Linked DNA regions of Sus scrofa: regions 1 and 3 are each linked to region 2. A link is a contact called in public HiChIP or PLAC-seq data. All regions are on one chromosome and are shown on one strand. The core of a region is the stretch at or near the end of the contact, and the rest is flanking DNA. Distances in the headings are between cores, read along the strand shown. Region 1 overlaps ANKRD55 (ankyrin repeat domain-containing protein 55). Region 2 overlaps LOC110257289 (a long non-coding RNA gene). Region 3 overlaps ANKRD55 (ankyrin repeat domain-containing protein 55).

Region 1 (2,700 bases), core at 29-2,528, 260 kb after region 2:
ATTTATTAAATGCCTACTGTGTGCCAGGTACTTGGCTGGTGCTTTGCCTTCTTCATAAAACATGTTCCTTCATGGGATGTGGTTACTAATTGAACGAGCAAGTGAGATAATTTACCAATCTCAGCCTCTTTCCTTTGGCCTTTTTTCTTTTCCAAATGGTTCCTATAAAATATCAGTCCTACCTTAGAACACACACATGCACATGTACCACTCTAATTAGAGAAGCTGTACCATGGTTTACCTGGCTGCAATCCATAGATGATCAAGACCTCTGCAATAGACTCTATATTCTAAGTACATCAAAATTGTATCTTTATGTCCTTTTACAAAGGGATATTATTTGATTGTTGCCTCTCCAACTAAATTGTAAGCTCCTTTTAGGCGGAAACTAACTTGTACGTTCTATCTGGTATCTTGTGTACAGTAGGAACTCCATCATTTTTTTTTGTATGCACGGAAAATTCAACTTTGTACTATGCAGTAATTTCATACCGTAAGAAATGTACCATGTTCTAAAAAAAAAAAATTGGAAACAAGACATTGGGAAGCTTAATTCAGTTTTGTCATAGAGCTATTGAAGTAATTGGGGTTGGTCCATCAGCTGATTTCGCGTTAATTTTAAGAAAAAAAAATTAATTCAGGAGTTCCCGTCGTGGCGCAGTGGTTAACGAATCCGACCAGGAACCATGAGGTTGCGGGTTCGGTCCCTGCCCTTGCTCAGTGGGTTAACGATCCGGCGTTGCCGTGAGCTGTAGTGTAGGTTGCAGACGCGGCTCGGATCCCGCGTTGCTGTGGCTCTGGCGTAGGCTGGTGGCTACAGCTCCGACTCGACCCCTAGCCTGGGAACCTCCATATGCCGTGGGAGCGGCCCAAGAAATAGCAACAACAACAACAACAACAAAAAAAAAAAAAAAAAAAAGAGACAAAAAAAAATTAATTCAGATATTTCAGGACTTCCACAATAATAAAATTTTATATAATTTAAACACGAAGGGTAGTTAACTAGGCCTCACCAGAAGAAAATTGCATTTTCTCCTATATTTAATGTCTTTCCATAAGGTGTCAGTTTTTCATTTTTTTAAAAAAGTTGATGCCATGAAGATTCAAAGCAGCTGAAATGAATTATGAGTCCTTTAGGAGAAGGGAAAGGGAAAAAAATCTTTCCCCAGGGATACATTTTTCTAAGTTCCTCTTTCTATTTGAAATGCTTCCTGACTTGACAGCTTGCAAGAATTTCACAATCACATGGGTTTATGATTCTGCAGAAGACCAGTTCTACAGAATAGTGGAAGAACATTTCTTGCAAACTAGGAAATTATTTGATTCTGTTGCTAACTCTATTCAGGACTTGCTCAGTGGTTTACGAGGGCTAGTTCTTCTTGGTCGTCTCCTTCCAATGTGCTTTTACATGGACATGGATAAAATATATTGTAAAAAATTATTGATGCTAATTACAAGATTTGGGGATTCTTTTTTTTCCCCCTTTTTTCCACTTTTTAGGGCCACACCCATGGCATATGGAGGTTCCCAGTCTAGGGGTTGAATCAGAGCTGCAGTTGCCAGCCTATGCCACAGCCACAGCAACGCCAGATCCAAGCCACGTCTATGACCTACATCACAGCTTACCACAATGCTAGATATCCAACCCACTGAGCAAAGGCCCAGGATCAAACCCACATCCTCCTGGATACTAGTCAGGTTCATAACCCACTGAGCCACAACAGGAATTCCTGGGAGTCTTAATATTATCAGAGACACATCATAATCCAGGTGTTTGTTAATCAGTAAATTAAATCTGTGATACCAAATCAGACTTCTAAGAGTTGTTGAGTTATAACTTCTAAAAAGATAAAAATATATCTCATACAAATTTTGAGCATGTTTCCAAGATCTATTAAATTTGTTAATGATAGAAGTAGAGAAATGACAAAACTTATCCAAAGGGGAATATGAGAACTGATATGTGGAAAGAAAAATTCTTGAATAAATTTGCTAATTTTGACACCAAACTGGTTAATATCCTGCAGGAAAGTGAAGCCATACCATGGGAATTACCTTTTTTTCTAGACAAAAACCATTTGCCATGTGTCAGTGTCCTGTAACATCTAAGTCTGGGTTAACAACAGAATCTGGGTCCTTGTTATTAAGACAGTGTTACCTTCCCTAGAAGGTAGGATGACTCTTAGGCAAGCATATTAAAAAGACACACAACTTTGGGTAGCATGGTCATTTTTACGATATTAATTTTTCCAACCGAAGAGCTCGGAGTATCTTTCCATTTCTTTGAATCCTCTTTAATTTCCTTGATTAATGTTTTATAGTTCTCAGCATGTAAATCTTTCACCCCCTTGGTCAGGCTTATTCCTAGGCATTTAATTTTTTGAGGTGGGATTTTAAAAGGTATTATGTTTTTGTATGTCTTTTCTAATATATTTCATTGTTAGTATACAGAAATGCAACCGATTTCTGAATGTTAATCTTATATCCTGTTACTTTGCTGAAGTCACTGATCAGTTTGAGTGGTTTTTTGTTTGTTTGTTTTTTGCTTTTTAGGGCCCCACCTGTGGCATATGGAAGTTCCCAGGCTAGGGGTCCAGTTAGCGCTGTAGCTGCTAGCCTACACCACAGCCACAGCAATGCAGGATCTGAGCCAAGTCTGTGACCTACACCACAGTTCACAGCAATGCCAAATCCTAAGCC
Region 2 (2,700 bases), core at 41-2,540:
CTGAGCAGAATCTTGGCTTTACTACATTTTAGTTTTGTGACCATAGGCTATTTAACTTCAATGAGACACAGTTTCTCATCTATAAAATGGATCTAATAGTAACTTTTTATGATATTGTGTGAGAATTGAATGAGAAAATATGTAAATCACTTGCTTAGCAGAGGTCATTTCCTCATTGTCCTCTTCCATTACTCACAGTATTTTAAATTTCTAACACTTAGAATTCTCACACAGTACCAACCAAAGTACTTCCTTGGGATTCTCTGGGGTCTTTCTTCTCTTGGGATCTCTTATATCCTTCTTCCTTGGATGTCCTTTTTCAGCCCCATTCTTCCCTTCTTCATCCTGTCTTCAATGTCAGTACTATTTAACCTTTCATTCTGGTTTTCTGCAGACATCCACCATGACTTTCTTCCTCTTTTCTTCTCTGCAGTGAAATAACTTCTTTGATCCTTAATGCCTTCTCATTCTCTAAGAACAATTCAGGTATATATATTACTTGTAAAAACATTTTGGCATTACAAATACTTTTCAAGGAAAAAAAAAATCCACTCATGTTCTCTTTCAGTCCCTGCCATATGTTTACATTTAAAAAATTCAATTTGTACATAGCAAGATGAAACTGTTTGTGAGATGGTATGGTGCAATGGCTAGAACACAGGAAGCGAGAAGCCAGTTCCTGTTCTGTTCTAGTGACCCTTAGTGGGTCCATTTACTTCTTGAGCTCTCATTACTTCAACTCTAAAATGACACAGTGGGAGAAATTCCTGAGATCGCTTTAACTCTGAAAATAGTCTAAGAATTGCTATATTTGTAAAATGGGAATGTTCTCCCAATACTGCCTAACCCAAGAGTGAGGCTGACCACAGTATCATTATTCAATTTTCTCCCTTGGTTCCTATGCACGAGCGCAGAAAATAAGCAAGGGATAGAACCCTGCAGGCACAGATAGGAGTACTTTCTGCCAAGTGGATAATTGCCTCTTGGCCTTCTCCCATGGGGGCCTCTTGCTGTCTAGCTATACTGATGCCTTTGGGTGGTTCCATCTCTCCTGCCTGGGTCTCCTTATCACAGATCTGTAACTGCCCTACAATGACTTTGTGAAATGGCTGGATTAAAGCTTCAAGCTTTGCCCTGGAAGAGAACAGGTCTATTGGTCTGTGCTGGAGACAGTCTCCACATATCTCTGTGTTGCAATGAGAAGCAGAGGACGGGTCCAATCTGCTGGGTATGTCAGCTCTGAAGGGGTGGAGGGGAGAAGGTCAGAAACAAACACGCTTAGAAAAATGTCCCCATTTATCCACTTCCTGATTTGGTTTGTTTTCAGAGTATTGTCAGATGCTTCCCTTCCCCCTAATGACAGTGAACTGAAGAGCCAGCAGGACAGAGGTTTCTGTGTTAAGACATGAATGTGAAGTCTTACTGTATTTTGAGTACTTAAGGAAAAGCTAATGGGAACTTTCCAGGGAAGATGGTGGGTGTTATTAACATGGAAATATGTATGAGGATTCCTAAATGGAGTCTTTATAGGCTGAGTTGGAGGCTAATAAGACCCTGGCTGGTAGCGGGTAGGCAGGGTGTGGGACTGGGTAGGGGTGGGGAGAAAGGGTAGTGAAGAAAGCTTTCTTTTGGAATCTGGGGACTCCGTGGGCCTGTTTAAAGGGGAGACTGAGCAACACAGAGGAGGTGCTAGAGAAACCACAATGACTGAACAGCTATAGGACAGGAGGGAGGCCACTGGCCAGGGCAAAAATGAGAACCTGTGAGTGGAGGTGGAAGATCCTAGGAGTTATTTATTTTAAGAAAGTGATTCCTGAAGGGAAGGGCAACACTGGGAAGAACTTGTGAATTGAAGGGAAAGTGGCCTCTGGGAGTCCCAGAGAGTGATCTACATTCAAACCTGAGCCAAGGCAATCAGGATAATGGTCGGCTTGGCCCCCTCACCTCCAGGCCTCTAACTTCTGCAGCTAAGGCCACAGCTGTCCAGCCTGCCCAAAGTTCTAGAGCCAACCCTGTTTTTACAGAGAAACAAGAACTGAGAGTTCTAGTCTGTTGCCATCGTGGGGACCCTGCTTTTTACTGCAGGGCCTACTCTGACTGGTAACTGTCCTTTTGTTTCCTTTTGACTTAGCTTCTGTTGTGGGTCCCAGGAGCTGCCTCTTTTTCTTAGAATAATATTGTCCCTATCATATTTAATAACCCTACAAGAAAGGTAATATTATTCCCATTCTGCAGATGAGAAAACTGAGGTGTAGACGGTTTGGTTTGGTTTTTCGCAGCCCCCAAATCATGGCTCACAGCCAGGATTCAATCCAGGCAGTTTATCACCAGAGCCCAATTTGGACACACCAGGCCGCCCTGCTTCTCCATCCAATCTCCACCTTGGTTATTTGCCTGCCACTCTGATTGTACTGAGATGGCCTAGATTTATACTCTAGTCTTTCTTTTGAACATCTTCAGCATGCCTGCCTCCTTCATCTTTCTTTGATATACCCAGCTCTATGGTTGGCCTGCTTCCTGGGTCTTGACTATTTCATGTTTACTGGTCCTTCAGCTTATGAAGAACCCTGCTGGTGGCCGCTGAGATCTCCTAAGAGACATGACTGAACTTGATTCTCTCTGACTTTGCTTACTCTTCAGTACAGTTGCGTCGTGCTGGTGTAGTCACTGCAGACAGACTGGAAGCCGAGTTTGGCTGGA
Region 3 (2,700 bases), core at 115-2,614, 290 kb after region 2:
GTTGTTATTCAGAATGTCTTTAAACTAGAAGTGGACTAAAGTAACATGCAGACTAGGGGGAAAAAATGATTTTATCCCTAATTTAGAACTTCCATCATCCTCTGTCTTCTTCATAACCTGAATCATTCATTTACCACAAATATATAGACCACTGAACAATTGCTGCCTAGAGATGTATGCCTTTTTTAACATATAAAGATGACAGAGTTATTAGTGCATCATCAGGATCTAAAATGTATTTTTTTCCCCAGCCTTAGTAGTAAACTCACCTGATGCTGTTTTCAAGCTAGCTGCCTAGGCGCCAATTAGAAGCCATAAAAGAGAGAAACTGAGTGATCCATACAATCACCTAGCTCATGACCCTTGACTCGTCCTGGTCCAGTCAAACAGGTTTTCATGGAAAAAAAAATAAAAGCAAACAAACAAAAACCCCCAAAACCCCCAAAAAACCCCAATAAACTTTTTATATAGTATCTTTAACTATGGTTTATGGGTAGGTAAAGATTAAATTATAAAACCACTAGCTGCATCACCAAATTTAATCAAAGTACTTGCAGTGAACTTTCTCTCTGATTCAGTAGTACCTAATTTCATTTTGTTTTCCAAATTAAAAAAAAAAAAAAACAAACAAAACTCTCAACCAAAGGGGGAGGGGGAAATCAACCACTGTTTTTTTTTCTTTTTTTTTTTTTAATATCTGGATAAACCTAGAATAACTTTTCAGATTTCAAGTATTGTACATAGCTGGCTTGATTTCTGTGTTAGTAGGTGTGTGTATACTTTACAGTCCAAGGACTGGAACTGGAAATGACAGGAGAGAAAGCATTTGTTTCAAGGGTAGACAACCACTACCCTGTCTTACTCTGCTACTGTTCCACTTGTCCTGTGTTGAGGTCTGGTTCCTGGCACTCCCCTCAACTATGACAAATTGATTCAGCTTCTTAGCCTTTATGTTTCTTGTATCGAAAATCTGTTTCTCTTGCCCATCTTCCTTCACTCTGGTTTGAATTCCTATGTTTCAGCCTGACAGTACATCAGGAAAAATAAAAAGAGTTTACGCTTTTGAAGCTTTGTTGCCTAACTAGGCTTTGCAGACACTGGGCTAATGACATATTCTTTACACATCACTCATAACACAGAATTGTCTCTCCATGAATGGGCACTTGCAAATATTGGTTTTCCCTAGCATTAACTAAAAGATGCATAGAGTTTCTATGTGACTTATTTTTTTATTTAGGTAAAATTCATATACATAAAATTTATCACTTTAACCATCTGAAAGTATACAATTCTGTGTGTCTTTTAGTACATTCATAACATTGTGCAACCATCATGACTCTCCTGTTCTAGAACAATTTCATCACTCCATAAGGAAACCTCAAGCCCTTTAAGCTGTTAACTTGCCATTCCCTTTTTACCCCAGCCCCTGACAACTACTCATTTGCTTTCTGTCTTTATGGACTTGCCTATTCTAAATATTTTATAGCAATGGAATTTATACAACGTGTGACCTTTGTGTCTGTTTGTTTGTTTTCCATGTGCCATAATATTTTAAAGGTGCAACCATGTTGTAGCACATATGGGTATGTCATTCCCTTTTATGGCTTTATAGTATCGTACTATACAGAAATACCATTTTGTGTTTGTCCACTCTTCAGTTGATGGACATTTGGAATGTTTAGACCTTTTGGCTGTTGTGAATAGTGCTGTTGTGAACTATGTGTACACTTTTTTTTTTTGAATATCTGTTTTCAGTTCTTTTTATATATATACTCAGGGAAGAATTGCTATGTTACATGGTATTTCTGTGTTAACTTTGAGGAACCTCCAAACTGTTTTCCACAAGCAGCTGTGCTGTTTTACATCCTTACCAGCAATATGTGAGTGTTCCTGTTTCTCTACATCCTCACTAATACTTTGTTAATTTCTATTTTTTCCATTATAGTCATCCTGGTGGATGGTAAAGTGGTATTTTATTGCGCTTTTGACTTGCATTCCTCTAGTGATTAACAATGTTAAGCATTTTTTTCAGTGCTTATTTGACTATTTGTATGTCTTCTTTGGAACAATTGTAGTCAAATTCTTTGCCCATTGTTTTAATTGGGCTTTTGTCCTTTTGTTGTTGAGTTATAAGAATTCTATTGTGGACACTACACCCTTTTTAGATAGGTGATTTTCAAAAATTTTCTCCCATTCTAGGGTTGTCTTTTCACTTTCTTGATCATGTCCTTTGATTCTTCTATGTGGCTTTTATAGAGCTAGCCCTATGTGAAATTTGAGGTGTTTAATGAGACTTCCAGCTCCTTCATTTCTCTTATGCTGTAGTCTCCAAGGGCCAGGGGAAAAAAAAAAGCTTTCTGATAAGTCCATTCACACTACCAGCTTAAATGATAAGGCATAATGTCTTATCTTCCTACCAGAGATACTGGCATCTCAGTAGATAAAAAAGAAGCAAAGGAATTCATGAAATTTCAGGTATAGATGTGCATAGTGGGCTGGGAGCATGGAAGGCCTTTCTGTTGCTCCTGAAATCTATTAATATCTCCACTTGTACTTAATATAAAGTTTCTAGTCCTGAGTCTGATGTTTTACAAAAGCCAACAATGTCTTCTCTGAAACTTTCTAAGTTTTTGTGGCCTTTGTTGAGCAGATATCATGCTAAGCAAATTAATAATTACATCTCAACATGTTCTGCTCTTA

What was found. HiChIP or PLAC-seq counts read pairs in DNA pulled down with a chosen protein or histone mark.
Region 1: an H3K27ac HiChIP or PLAC-seq map of alveolar macrophages shows a contact between it and region 2. The contact joins two enhancer-like sites. A contact is called at or near these places in 1 of 47 Hi-C or Micro-C datasets (epiblast stem cells) and 1 of 2 datasets of contacts at active chromatin or transcription factors (alveolar macrophages).
Region 3: an H3K27ac HiChIP or PLAC-seq map of alveolar macrophages shows a contact between it and region 2. The contact joins two enhancer-like sites. A contact is called at or near these places in 1 of 47 Hi-C or Micro-C datasets (embryonic fibroblasts) and 1 of 2 datasets of contacts at active chromatin or transcription factors (alveolar macrophages).

What each region holds. Positions count from the first base shown.
Region 1 is chr16:35,486,624-35,489,323 of Sscrofa11.1, reverse strand. The region is part of intron 4 of ANKRD55 (ankyrin repeat domain-containing protein 55); the gene reads left to right. Among named protein-coding and RNA genes, the nearest start is that of ANKRD55, 170 kb to the left of the region's middle. Within about 2 kb of position 1,278, at least 1 of the 83 cell types and tissues checked has an H3K27ac peak or open chromatin away from gene starts, as enhancers often do. A contact at or near this core is called in alveolar macrophages, where this site is marked.
Region 2 is chr16:35,747,676-35,750,375 of Sscrofa11.1, reverse strand. All of the region lies in intron 3 of LOC110257289 (a long non-coding RNA gene), which reads left to right. Among named protein-coding and RNA genes, the nearest start is that of ANKRD55, 90 kb to the right of the region's middle. Within about 2 kb of position 1,290, at least 17 of the 83 cell types and tissues checked have an H3K27ac peak or open chromatin away from gene starts, as enhancers often do. A contact at or near this core is called in alveolar macrophages, where this site is marked.
Region 3 is chr16:35,456,620-35,459,319 of Sscrofa11.1, reverse strand. The region is part of intron 4 of ANKRD55 (ankyrin repeat domain-containing protein 55); the gene reads left to right. Among named protein-coding and RNA genes, the nearest start is that of ANKRD55, 200 kb to the left of the region's middle. Within about 2 kb of position 1,364, at least 4 of the 83 cell types and tissues checked have an H3K27ac peak or open chromatin away from gene starts, as enhancers often do. A contact at or near this core is called in alveolar macrophages, where this site is marked.